Linked DNA regions of Macaca mulatta: region 1 is linked to region 2. The links are chromatin contacts, called in public Hi-C maps. All regions are on one chromosome and are shown on one strand. Each heading gives the region's core, a stretch centred on a gene start, on an enhancer-like site or on the middle of the called end of the contact. The rest is flanking DNA. Distances are from core to core; before and after follow the strand shown. Region 1 holds the start of NOC4L (nucleolar complex associated 4 homolog). Region 2 holds the start of LOC719386 (putative EP400-like protein).

Region 1 (7,180 bases), core at 2,179-4,678, 66 kb before region 2:
CCACGACCTCCACGGCCGCCTGCATGCTGTGGTAGCGAGTGTCGTCGTAGTCCAGGTACTCCCGGAACTGGGACAGGAGCAGGCTCTGGTCCTCCTCAGGAGAAAGCAGGCCTCCCACCACCAACTGGGGGCAAGGACCAGTGAGCAGCCCTGCCCGGCCCAGCACAGGCCAGCACGGCCCAGGCAGGCAGCCCCACCCCACCAAGGCCCCTACTCAGCCTCCTCCTGGTTGGGTGGGCCATGAGAGGCACCCCACACGCACAGGAGCTGCAGGAGGGTCCCAGCCAACAGCCAGGCTCAGCTCAGCAGGCCCCGCCCCGACTACAGGGCCACCCTGGGCTCTGGCCAGGCAGCCAGGCCCTCTGGGACCCCCCAGCCGGGCCCTCTGGGACTCCCCAGCCGGGCTCTCTGGGACCCCCCAGCCAGGCCCTCACCTTGAAGAGCTCTCGGGGAAACAGGTAGTTGCCTTCCCACTTGGGCTTCTCCAGGGGATGTGCTCCTTCCAGCTGCACGAACTTCATGAGCGCACTGAGGGCCAGCTCCTGGGAAGGGGCAGTGCAGGGTGGCTGTGATGTCCTCACCCCAGATGGGCCCAGAGCTCAGCCCAGTCAGGGAGCCCCTCACAACCAGGCCCAGAGCTGAGAAAAGGGCGTCCTGGCCTTCTCTTGTTCCACACGCCACCAGATGGCACTCCGGGCTTCCGTGTCCCACCCACGACATGGGCATGACAAGATCTTGAGTTAAAGAAATCCAGTGCTCACGAGAGAGTCTGGCCAGGGAAAGGCACACAGCCCAGGTCTGCTTTATGGCCACCTGACTGCTCTCTCATCACCTGTATCACAGGAATGCCACCATAACCCTTGGGCACAGCTGTGAAAACAGGGGTGTGACGCCAGCATGCTGCCCAACTCAGATTCAGGCTCAGAAGCTCTCATCTCAGGGTGGCAAACTCAGTACTTTCAGGTCCCAGGCAGATGACACCACAAAGCAAAAGAGCCACGTGTGGGATGACAGGAGCAGGCGCCTGTCTCAGAGCTGTCCCTGACTCTCCCTCCAGCCAATCACAGCCATGAACAAACTTAGACCCCAGTGTTGACAGAACTGATTAGTTCTTTGTGAAAAGCAGGACGCTGGTTATTTTCATGTAGTATCTTCCCAGCTTTTAGAAGTCTGCAACTCGACTATAACTAAAGACAGATGCGTCGGCAAAGACGTGGAGTATGGAACGCTCATACTCTGCCAGCGGGAGTGTAAGATGGCGCAGCTACTGTGGAAAACAGTCTTGCAGTTCCTCAGACGTTAGAAACAGAACTGCCGTGTGGCCCTGTAATTCCACTGATGAGGCACAATCAAGCAAAACAAACATGTTCACACAAAAGTTTGTACACGAACGTTCAAAGTCCACTGTTCTTAACAGCCACAGGTGGAAACGACCCAAATACCCAGCAACGCACGCGCAGCTGACGGGTGCGTGCTGCACGACGGGACGCCGCTCAGCCGCAGGGAGGAACCAGCCTCTGAACACACCGACAAGTGGAAGGCACATACCACATGCTCCCCCTTGTGATGAGCGTCTAGAGAAAGCAAACCCACTGACCCAGAAACTAAATGAGTGGGTGTCTGGGGGTTGGTGTGGAATGGGGTGGGATATGGCAGCGATGTTAACTGGTACAGGATTTCTTTTTGGGGCGATGAAGATGTTCTGGGATAGTGGTAACCACTGCACAACTGTGAACACAGTAACAAACGCTAACTTGTCAATTTTAAATGGTAAACTGTGCATCACTTATTCCTCAATACAGATTTTAAAAAAGCTCGCAATGCATTCCCATGGCTGCAGACCACAGCGTGGGCTGAGCAAACACAGCTGTGGACTGGCACGAGGCTTGATGTGTGTGCTCTATGCAACAGAGATGCCCGTCGATGCCTCTGGAGGTGAACACGGGTTGTGCCTCTTCAATATTCAGTACAGGACTCGATAGCCATGTTTGTAAACGGGGCTGAACGCCCACAAGGTGACGCTCCCATGAGCCAAAGAAAGGAGGCAGCTTTCCCTGGACAATTGTGGGAGCCCCAGACCTCTGATTTGTGGATAGCCTGGGAGTGGCAGTGCAGGGGATGGACACGGATGAGTGCGGCCCAATGACCCACCTTGACCTGAAAGGAGGGGTGGCCCAGAAGCTCTCCCAAGCGGTTGCCGCAGCTGTGATAGCGATGTCTCATCCATACTTTGTACTTCCGTGCGGCTCCCCGGGACCCTGCAGACAGGTTAAGGCGGTCAGTGATAGCGGTGTCTCGTCCACACCTTGTACTTCCGTGCGGCTCCCCGGCACCCTGCAGACAGGTTAGGGGGCTCAGCCCACATATGCCACTTTGGGCCCCGCCCAAAGTCTCAGGCCTGGCTCCACCCTCCCACTGTCTTCTACTCAGCCTCCACAGGTGGAAACAGGTCGCTATGGCCCCCAGACCTGTGCTGGGACCTGCAGGTTCCCTGAGCCCTGCAAACAGGAAGAGCAGCTCCTACCCCAGGACTGCCTCAGGCAAGCCGCCAGGAGCAGGATCCACATCTCCTCACTTTACTCCAAGACCCCACGTCCCCAGAACGGGGACATAAAAAAAGTTCCGAGTTTAAGTGACCATGTCAAGATCAATCAACATAAAATTACAAAATAGGTGCAAAGCACACAGACAAAAAGTCGTACCTTGTCCAGCGTTCATCTAAACGCAACTATATAGTATCCATGTCACCCCTGCATCCATCCTCCGCGGGGGCTTGGTGTGTCCTCCCACCAGCCTGCACGGTCTGTGACAGGTTTGGGGGCGCTCATCCCAAGGTGACAAACCTCCCTCCGACCCACGTAAAGAGAAGAGCAGCCCCGGGGCCCTCCAGGGCTCACCTGTCATGACCATCTCCTCAGAAGGCAGCTGGCCCACAAACAGCTCTCCCCGCTCCAGCAAGGCCCCAAAAAGACGGCTGCACGTGCGGACTGCTTCCTGGATCTCCTCCTGGTCCTCAGACTGCAGGAGAGGCGGCGGCAGGGTGCCCGGCCGGGAACTGTCACCTTCGCCCCTGCCTCGGCCGCCCCCCACCCCTGCTCCCTTCCCCCTCGGGACGCCAGCCCCGTCACCCCCGACCCGTGATCCACACGCCTCCCTCCCTGACCCTCCAACGCCGTCTCTGAACCTCCTAGGGCCCTGCCGCCGCAGCCCCCCGTTCAAGTCCCGCTCCCGGGCCGCGACCCCGGCCCTGCGACGCCGCCGGGCCCACCTGCAGCACGGCCAGGATGTCGAACACGGCGTTGGCCTCACTCCGGCTCGCCAGTACCGCCTCCAGCCTGCGGCCCAGCGCCCGGCGAACGCCCGCGGCGCCCGGCTCCCGCTCCATGCCGCCGCCAACACGGCAAAACGCGGTACCCAGCCGCCGGCGCTCCCTTGACGTCACCACTGCGCGTAGAGTCTGACGTCATCTCTACGCGCCGCACCCAAACCCCGTCTTTCGCGCCGAGCCCGAGTCCCAGGCGTGCCGCCGACGTCATCGCCGCGCGCCGAGCCCGAGCCCCAGGCGTGCCGCTGGCCATGTCGCTATTCTACGTCGCGCGGTACCAGGGCCCCGAGGCGGCAGCTGCGGCGGGGCCGGAGGGCGCGGAGGCCGGGGCCCACGGCCGGGCCCGCGCGCTGCTCGAGCGGCTGCAGAGCCGGGCCCGCGAACGGCAGCAGCAGCGGGAGCCCGCGCCGACCGAGGCGGCTGCACCGACCGAGCCGGCGACCAGGAAGCGACGGCGGCCCCGGCGGCGGCGGCGGGTGAACGGCGCGGAGTCGGGCAGCCCGGAGGAGCGGCAGGGAAAGCGACGGAAGGCGGACGGCGAGGACGCGGGCGCAGGTGAGTCGTGGGGCGAGCGGGCTCCCTCCGGGGCGCCGGCGACTCGGTGCTGACGCGCTGCCGGGTGGGTGTCTGCCTCGCAGAAAGCAGCGAGGATGCGCCGGGGGAGCCCAGCTCAGGGAGCAGCGAGGATGCGCCAGGGGAGCCCAGCTCAGGGAGCAGCGAGGAGGCGCCGGGGGAGCGCAGCGCCAGCGCCGAGGCGGCCCCAGACGGACGGGCCCTGGAGGAGGCGGCCAGACCCCTGGTCCCCGGCCTGGTGCTGGGGGGGTTCGGGAGGAGGAAGGCGCCGAAGGTGAGCGGCGGCTGTCGGAAGGGTGGTCGGCGTGGGAGGGGAGGCTGCGCAGATTCTTAAGTGTGGCGGTCGCCCCGGAAGGCATCGTTGAGCGAATGCTCCCGGGTCACAGACGCGCCTCACTGCCAGGCCTGCAGTTTCATCCCCTAGGAGTCTGGATCCTGCATGTGCGGAGCTCCCGTTTTTTCTGCTAGGCTTGCCCCTGCCATCCCGTCGCGCCGCGCCAGTTCTCCTGCAGGATGTGCTTGCGTGAACGTGCGGGGGGGGTCTCCTGCTGTGCGCTCACCGCCTCAGGAGCAAGTCAGAGGCCATTCCGCAAGCCCCTGGCCCTTGGTGTTTTTGCTTAGCACGGGTGGTTTTCGGTAGAGATCTCTGGTGAGACAGGTGAAGAAAAGGAGAAGTTTGGCAGAGTGCTTGGGCACCTTAGGTAGGGCGGGGTGGAGAAGGTTTTCTTTGAGCTGGGATGCGAAGACTTGAAGCCAAGTCAAAGTTGAGGGTTGGGGATGCCAGGCAGAGGCCTCGAGGCAGGGACGCCGGCGTGGCTGGGGCAGGCGAGCACCAGGTCACAGGGCCTCCTGGCTGCGGAAAGGTGGGTGCCACTGTGGGTTGATGGGAGACTACAGGTGAGTTTGCTCAGTGAGCGGTGTCTGCTTTTGCTGTTGAACTTCTGTCAAGGCTGCATGAAAAGTGCATCCTGGGGCTGAGGAGGAGCTGGAGACTACAGAACAGGTTTCCCCGGCCTCCCTCCCCCAGCCTCTGCCACCCTGGGCTGCTGCTGCGTGAGAGCCTGGAAGGTGCTCACCTGGCCTCTCTTTTTGATGGCAGGTCCAGCCTTTCCTGCCAAGGTGGCTGGCTGAGCCCAGCTGTGTCAGAAAGAACGTCAACGAAGATCTGGTTCCTATCGAGGACATCCCTGAGGTCCACCCTGACCTGCAGAAGCAGCTGCGGGCACATGGCATCTCGTCCTACTTTCCAGGTGCCCCAGCCCCGGGCAGGCAGCTGAGGGAACACCTCCCTGGGCACCCACACAAAAGGCTGTGCGTGGCCATGGGTCAGGCGTCCCTGCCACATCGGTGCCAAGTGTGGTCTCAGCACTCTCAAGCTCATGGTTCTCCTGAGGCTGGTGTTCCTCTGGGCCCTGGTGCCATTCCTCGGGGGAGTGGTTCCCAGGCCTCCAGCAGAGCGGCCCAGCCCAGAGGTCACAGGCAGGGAAGCGGCAGGCCCAGGCGTAAACATGTGACTTCTCTCTCGCCTTTCTTCGTCCAGTCCAGGCAGCTGTGATTCCTGCCCTCCTGGAGAGCGCGGCCTGTGGGTTTCTGGTGGGCAGAGGCGGCTACCGGCCTAGCGACCTCTGTGTTTCTGCCCCGACAGGCAGTGGGAAGACACTGGCCTTCGTCATCCCTGTGGTGCAGGTCTGTGTGAGGGTCCCCTTCCTCTATAGCGCGTGTGCAGAGGGCAGGTAACAGCCTTGCTGACACAGGAGCCCCTTCCTCCTCAGGCCCTGCTGTCCAGAGTGGTCTGCCACATCCGTGCCCTGGTCGTGCTGCCCACCAAGGAGCTGGCCCAGCAGGTACGCGGACCCTAGACCTGGAGTGTGGCACCGCCAGCCTCTGCTTCCTTGCTTAGTGCACGGCGGTCAGCCCCTGGGTGACCCAGACTAGATCTGGGGTCCTTTTTGCTGCAGTGGGGGAACACCAGCTATCTCCAGGCCGGTGACAGACTTCTCCTGCAGGTGAACAAAGTTTTCAACATCTACACGGATGCCACACCTCTGAGAGTCTCCCTGATTACGGGACAGAAGTCTCTGGCCAAGGAGCAGGAGAGCCTCGTCCAGAAAACGTAGGTTGCGTCAGGGTGTGGGGTTTTCAAGGTGTCCTTGCTCAGCCTTGCCGGTGGCCTAAGGCACCACAGGAGCAGAGGAGGGGCCGCCAAGTTTAACCGCCTGGTTCCCGTGAAGAGGAGGAGCTCCCGTCTGCCCCCTTCCCACGCAGGGTGGAGTTGGGACTATGGGGTGAGGCAGCGTCTTGCTGTCCGGAAGCCCTTGAGAAAGCTTCCTTCTCTCGAGCCGCCCTTTGGTCTGTAGTGCTGACGGGTTCCGCTGCTTGGCTGACATCGTGGTAGCCACCCCTGGCCGCCTGGTGGACCACATCGACCAGACCCCAGGATTCAACCTCCAGCAGCTCCGCTTCCTGGTAAGTCCCCACCCCAGAGGCCTGGGCTTTGAGCTCAGGGCCGTGCCACCCAGTCCTGGGCTCCCTGCCTCCCGCAGGTCATCGACGAGGCTGACCGGATGATCGACAGCATGCATCAGTCCTGGCTGCCACGGGTGGTGGCGGCTGCCTTCCAGAGTGAGGACCCCACGGACCCCTGTGCCTTGCTCCAGCGAAGACAGGTCCAGGCTGTGACAGCCGCCAGGTATCCAGCAGCACGCCCAGGTGCTGGCATCCCCTGAGCAGAGGCCTCTGCGTGTAGCTCTCCTTTCTTAGTGCCAAGAGACAAGGCTGGCTTGAGCTCTGGTGCACAGAACCGCATCGTTCTGTTCTGTGAGCTGGACTCACCTTGCCCCTGGCCCACGGTAGTCTCTACAGTGGGTAGTGTGAAGAATTCCTGGAGTCTCGAGGCAGCCACTGACACAGTGCCAGCAACACCCCCTTCTCTTCCAGTACCTGCTGTCCGCAGATGCCCCTGCAGAAGCTGCTCTTCTCGGCTACTCTGACCCAGAACCCCGAAAAGCTGCAGCAGCTGGGCCTCCATCAGCCCCGGCTTTTCTCCACAGGGCTGGCACGCAGGGGCCTGGAAGATACAGATGGGGACGGGGACTTGGGGAAGTATGCCTTCCCTGTTGGGCTCACGGTGAGTGGGATACTGGCTGGGCAGAGGGTTGCGCCAGGAGCCTGGGGCCCCTAACCAACCCCCACCTCCATCCCCACCCCCTGCTGTCCCCGTAGCACCACTACGTGCCCTGCAGCCTCAGCTCTAAGCCGCTGGTTGTCCTGCACCTGGTCCTG
Region 2 (6,806 bases), core at 3,020-5,519:
TAGTAGCATCTAGAGGGGAAAAGGTTGTCCCCTACCTCACACCATTTCAATCAGAATAAAGAACTAAATGTTATCCTGGAAGGAACAGAAGGCAGAGAGGAAAGGAGAACACCCCCACCTCATACCATTTCAGTCAGAATAAAGAACTAAATGTTATCCTGGAAGGAAGGAAGAGGAGGCAGGGAGGAAAGGAGGAAAACGCTTTATTGGAATAATATTTAGGGGACTATCTCTACAACTGCGAGGTGGTGAAACCTTCTTAATAAGTAATGCAGGAAACCCAGATGCTGTAAAGGAAAAACTACATGACTACATAAAAGATGTTTTAAACAAGATCAAAAGACGAAAAATAATTAGCAGAAAAATACATGCAATATTTTATGACTTCAAAGGGTAAATATTCCTACTATACAAAGAGCTTGGCTGGGTGCAGTGGCTCACACCTGTAATCACAGCCGGGGATTGGGAGGCCGGGGCAGGCAAATCACTTGAGGTCAGGAGTTTGAGACCAACCTGGCCAATATGGTAAAATCCTGTCTCTATTAAAAAATACAAAAATTAGCCAGGTGTGGTGGCGCCTGTCTGTAATCCCAGCTACTCTGGAGGCTGAGGCAGGAGAATCACTTGAACCCGGGAGGTGGAGGTTGCAATGAGCCGAGATCACGCCACTGCACTCCAGCCTGGGCGACAGAGCAAGACTCCGTCTCAAAAAAAAAAGAAAAAGAAAAGAAAAGAAAAAAAGAGCTCCTATAAAATGGTTCAAAAAAAAGAAAAAAGAAAAGGAAATATCTCCAGGAAATGGGGAAGAACACAATGGAAAACTTCCAGAAGAGGCACTGCCAATGGGCCACAGTCCACGAAGTGCAGGACGTGGCCTCACCCATTCAACAGGCAGTATGTCAGACAGGAGCAAAGCGTCCTCCCCTTCATGGCTTCAGGCATGTAAATTGCTATAACTTTCTGGGAATAGATCTCTCAGTAACTATTGAAACGTAAATGTTAAATATGCATACCCTTCGACCCACTAACACCGTTTAGTTCCCATTCGTGGGAATCCAGCCTATAGAAATGAAAGAAAGTGTCAGGACTCATGCATAGGAACGTGTCTCTCAGTACAAACTGTGGCAAAAAAACAGACACGAAATGCAATCCATCAGTGGGGAATTGTTGACTAAATATGTTGTATCCTCAGTACAGACTATTATGCAAACATAAAAAGAATAAATTTTTATCTCCTGACATGAGCAGATGTTGAAGACATATTACTAACTGAAAAGGAAAAAAAGGTGGAGGGTGTAATTACAGCACAAAAGGACTGAAAAGAACTTATTTTTCTGTATTGTTTGAATTCTTATGAGAGTTCATTTTGTAACATTAAAAAGCAAATTAAAAATATGGCTCATTCCAAGGTACAAAAAATTACTTTGGCAAATCAAAGTTTTTCAAAGTATCTTCAGACTCAAAGAAGTCAAAAAATAAGCTGGACACAAATACACACTACTTGTTCCTGTAGCAGCTGGAATGAAACCACAGTGAAAGAGCATTTGCTTTTCCTCCTTAGAAGGGCCTCAGCACCTGACTTCGGAGAGAGCCCATTCCTTTGCCATGTTTTCCCCTACATGGTGGTTGTCATTGAACTCTTAGGGGACTAAGAATCACTTTACAACATTCTGTTCTCCTATTCAAAATGGGTCATGCTCCATATTTCTCAGAGTTATCACCCAAAATCATACATTTCAATGCTTGTTCAAATATGTGAATACCACCCAGTAAATGAGTAGGGATGCCATTATCCTCCAGGCGCTCGGTTACATGATCACCGACATTAAAGTCCTACAACTTAACCGTTTTGTAGTAGTTATGAAGACTGCTATCATAACAGTTACCAGATCAGATGACAATGTATCCATGGCCAGGTGGGAAGATGTGGACCCAGCAGGACCTAAAATCATGGCCAAAGGACCTCTGTACCACATGCTGACTCAATCTTTGAGTGTTAGGTATTGTTAAAGAGGGAGTTTCTATTTGTCTGTACTGAGACTGAACATGAAGCACAGACTTTTATAAATAATACTTTTTTTTTTTTGAGACAGAGTTTTGCTCTTGTTGCCCAGGCTGGAGTGCAATGGCGTGATCTCGGCTCACTGCAACCTCGGCCTCCCGGGTTCAAGCGATTCTCCTGCTTCAATCTCCCAAGTAGCTGGGATTACAGGCAAGCACCACCACACCCAGCTATATATATATATATATTTTTTTGTATTTTTAGTAGAGATGGGTTTCTACATGTTGGTCAGGCTGGTCTCCAACTCCCGACTTCAGGTGATCTGCCTGCCTCGGCCTCCCAAAATGCAGGCATGAGCCACCACACCCGGCATAAGTATTAATTTTTAAAAGTGTCTTAGTTTAGCAAAAACACGACAGAGACGTCAGTGAAATACCTTTGTGTTATAGCTGTCATTCTGTACACCTTGGACAACTCCATTCAACAAACAATTTGGTTAGTTTTGAAGTCTCAATAACACAGCGGGAAAAGAAACTACTGTAGTCTCCCCTTATCCATGGTTTCGTGACCCTCAGTGAACTGCAGTTCAAAAACACATGCGTACAATACAGTAAGATATTTTAGGAGAGAGATATCACTTTCACGACTTTTATTACAGTATATTGTTACGATTGTTCTATTTTATTATTAGCTATTATTAATCTCTTCCTGTGCCTAGTTTGTGAATTAAACTTTATCGTAGACATGGATGGATGCATAAGAAAACAGTATGTGTAGTGTTCACTACTATCCTCGATTTCAGGCATCCACTGGGGTGTTGGACCATATCCCCTGAAGATAAGGTGGGGGCACTACGTGGATTGAGAGGTACCTTCAGTGCTGCCGAGCTGTGGTAACAGCACTCACTGTGGTTCCCAGACAAGACCCTCTGGTCGTGAGCCCCCAACAGCCAGTGGTACTGCCATCCAGTTTGACAGATGGAAACCAACGCCAACTAGCCCGCCTGGAGTGGTACAAGTAAGCCTAAGATGCAAACTTTCAGCCAGTTAACTGTAAGTAAACCAACCTTTTGGTAAGGAGGAAATATTAACCTAGCTCTTGGGCAAGATAAGTGTCTTTATTATAAAAAGTGTCAATTCGCAGTCTTTACTGTAAAGCTGGTGGTATTATTAGATTCTTCCTTTCCACTAACACAAAACTCCCAGTACCGGAAGGCCCTTGTCAGGAGCAGGACCCGCGGAGGGGTCCGTGGTCAGTTCTGGGGCAGCTGCCGGGCAGTCTGTGGAATCAACTTCATTGCTCCGGTGCACCACACCCTAAGCGCACTGGTCCCTCCTGGAGTGCAGACCAGGCCCGGACCTCAGGGATTGGCACACCGAGGACAGGGGGCCAAAGGGAGAGGCGGCATCAGCACCGGAGACAGCGGCGGTCTCCCGAGGCGGGAACCAGGCGGGCGGCAGTGACGGCGGTGGGCACCCGGGGACGGGGTGAAGGGTCATGGGGGGAAGGGGCGGTTACCGGGCCGGACGGTCACAGGGATCGTGTCACCGGGGAAGGGGTGGGAGGTCAGGGGGTTTGGGTCACGGGATGGGGGGAAGCAGTCACCAGAAAACGGGGTGATGGGGGAGCGGGGGTGGGGGGAGGGAAGGCGGGAAAGGGGCAGTTAGCGGGTCCTGGGGAGACGGGTCGCAGGGGGAGGGGTCGCAGGGGGAGGAGTCGCAGGGGGAGGAGTCGCAGGGGGGGTGGGCCCTCACGGGGGCAGAGTCACTGAGGGAGGGGTGGGTCTTTCCGGGGGGGTCATGTCACGGGGGAGGGTTCACTGAGGGAGGGGTGGGCGTTCACGGGGGTCGTGTCACGGGGAGGGGGTCACTGAGGGAGGGGTGGGCGTTCACGGGGGTCGTGTCACGGGGAGGGGGTCCCTGAGGGAGGGGTGGGCGTTCACGGGGGTCGTGTCACGGGGAGGAGGTCCCTGAGGGAGCGGTGGGCGTTCGCCCAGCCGGGGTCACCGGGTGATGGGACGGAGAGAGGGGAGCGCGCGGCCGGGGAGCCTCGAGGGCAACCGGCGGGTGTGGGCGGTCGGGGGCCGAGGGTAGGGCCAACCCCTCAGGCCGGCCACGGCCCCGGCAGCGGATACGCGGGCCGTCACTCACCGCGGCTGCCGGGCGACGCAGCCAAGGGCTCCCGGCGCGGATGAGCGCTGCGACAGCGGACTGGGCGGCGAGGCCACCACAACCGACCAAACCGGCCGGCCGACGCGGAGCCAGTGCGCAAGTGCGGGAGCCGGCCCGGCACTGCGCAGGCGAGACTCGGACCAATCAGCGCCCAGCGGACCCGGAGGGGGCGGGGCGGGCAGGGCCAGGCCTCGGTCCGCGCCGGCGCGCGCCTCTGGCTCCGCCCAGAACTAGTTCGTTCGTTCGTTCGCACCCACTGGACACTGAGTTGTATTTGCCCGCCCGCCCGCCGGACAGCTGCTGAGCGCTGGTCACACTGACAAGCACAGCTAGCGGCTCCCTTCGTGGGTCCTACAGTCTAGGCGGGGAGGGGAGCACCAGGCAAAGCAGCCGGGATGGGGCGGGCTGAGGTCTGTTTTAAATCCGGCAGGGGAGTCGGGGTGCCTAGGAAGGTGAGATGTTACGTGGGATCCGAAGATCCACAAGAAGAGCCCTTTCTCTTGCCTGTGACCACTGAAATGGTGGGACATGTCCCTGGTTTCATCGTGTCCACTGTAGATAGTTCAGCTTTGGAACTGTGCATCAGGCTCCTCCCCCTGCATAACCTGCCCATCTACTTAAGAGTGAAACCCGTATCACTTACCACCTACCCATTTCTTCGTGGTACTTATCCCCTGAATTATTTTATCTGACCTGCTAGCATGCAACCCCCTTTTTTATTTTGCTGACAACTATAACTTAGTTGTCTAAACTGCCACATAGTATGTATTTCATAAACAGCTGAATAAACCAGTAATTTATCCATCTCTGATCAGCTTTGATTTTCTTGAATAGCCAAGTATTGTTCTTCCGCCACTCCAGCACTAGTGGTAAAGCTGGCATGAAATACACTACATTAAACATTCATTGACTAGGGATAAAACAGAACCACACTACAGCTGGAGAAATAAATACTATTGTTCAGCCCAAGGTACTACTGGAGGAGGAGAACACTGGGGAGAAATGAATAAATGAATGAATGAATGCTCAGTTATGTGGGGTGGTCTTCAAAGGAGGAGAAATACTTTACAACAAAGGAGAAAAGTACAAAGTCAGGGAGACAGGAAAGGGCTGCAAAGGGGGAAGAAAGATGCTGCTCTGGGGGCTGGTCAGAGTGCAGGTGGCTACACAAAATCAGGCAGGACGTTGGAAATAAAGGTTCCCGAGTAGGGGACCATGTGACAAGCTGATAGGGCCTTATTTTAAAAATTAATCCATGGCCGGGCACGGTGGCTCACACCTGTAATCCCAGCACTTTGGGAGGCCAAGGCAGGCAGATCACTTGAGCCCAGGAGTTCGAGACCAGCCTGGTCAATATGGCGCAAGCCCATCTCTATTAAAAAATACAAAAATTAGCCAGGCGTGGTGGTGCGTGCCTGTAATCCCAGCTACTTGGGAGGCTGAGGCAGGAGAATCACTTGAACCTGGGAGGCGGAGGTTGCAGTGAGCGGAGATCACCCCATTGCACTCCAGCCTGGTGACAGAGTGACTGTCCCCACCCCCACCCTGCCCCCACCACACACACAAAAATTCATGCACTTGGCAAACTACGTAAACAGTTAAAAGGATGTGCATAACAGTGCAGAGTAAATACCCCTTGATCCTTTCCCCCCAGTCTCTCCCTCCACAGAGGCAGTGCTAACACAACATACAAGCGTCCCTCAGGACCTCCCATGGATGCCAAAATCCGAGAGGCTCAAGTCCTTGATGCAAAATGCATATAACTTGAAAACATCTTCTTGTATACTTTAATCTCTGGGTTACTTATAATACTGAATGCAATGTGAATGCCATGTAAATAGTTGGTATACAGCATTGTTTCGGAAATAATAACCCCCCCCAAAAAAAGGTCTCTATATATTCAGTATAGACACATTTTTGTTTCTGAATATTTTCGATCCTTGGTCGGTTCAACTCATGGACGTAGAATACACCACATGCAGGGGCAAATACTTGCAGGATATTCTACGCACATCCAGGCATATGACCAGCTCCATCCTGGTAGCATACTTCACAAACACGCCCCCCACCACAGCTGTACTTTCTTGTTTGTAGAGGCTGCACTACCTTCCGCCGAATGTATACAGCATGATCTACCCAATAGAATGCGACCTTCAGAAAAATGAATGTGGCCAGGGGGAACAGATGCTGCAGCAACAGCATAGCAGGACACCCCACAGCAAAGGAATCTCCCCTCCTGTTCCCTGGATCACAACGCCCAACTCTGGGATGCTGGTGGGCAGCTGTCACAAGATCTGACATCTTGAGTAGGAGGTGACACAACACACTCTGGGCTCAGAGGCTACCTTAAGGTCTTGACGGCTGTGTGCAGGCACAATCGCTTCACCCACTGGCCCCCGGTCGCTACTGGACAGCAAACAGAAACAGGCTCAAGGCCAGATAAGCCCGCCGTAGGGCCTGCTGCCACCGGCACACTTGGCAAAGACGTGATGGTGGGGTCAGGATGACAGAAACAGTAGCCTTTGCAAAACCTGCAGTCCTCTCCACTGGGAGTATAAAAGACGGACTCCAAGTGCAGCACCAAATGTTGCACTGGATCCTCAAGCCACCTTAGGAGAGGGGACATGGGGACG

What was found. A called contact is a pair of places that touch in the nucleus more often than the background predicts.
Region 1: a contact with region 2 is called in a Hi-C map of liver, with 2.1 times the contacts expected there. The contact joins the promoter of NOC4L here to the promoter of LOC719386 in region 2. A contact is called at or near these places in 2 of 14 Hi-C or Micro-C datasets (fetal cortex germinal zone and liver).

The regions. Positions count from the first base shown.
Region 1 is chr11:139,526,460-139,533,639 of T2T-MMU8v2.0, reverse strand. NOC4L (nucleolar complex associated 4 homolog) reads right to left here and starts at 3,428. Exons shown (of 15, transcript NM_001258179.1): 1 at 3,269-3,428; 2 at 2,898-3,018; 3 at 2,152-2,258; 4 at 435-542; 5 at 1-124. The coding sequence starts at 3,385. DDX51 (DEAD-box helicase 51) reads left to right here and starts at 3,521. Exons shown (of 15, transcript XR_013401702.1): 1 at 3,521-3,880; 2 at 3,964-4,172; 3 at 4,998-5,148; 4 at 5,439-5,584; 5 at 5,671-5,742; 6 at 5,905-6,011; 7 at 6,256-6,364; 8 at 6,442-6,587; 9 at 6,836-7,025; 10 at 7,121-7,180.
Region 2 is chr11:139,462,125-139,468,930 of T2T-MMU8v2.0, reverse strand. LOC719386 (putative EP400-like protein) reads right to left here and starts at 4,269. Exons shown (of 5, transcript XM_015109728.3): 1 at 4,153-4,269.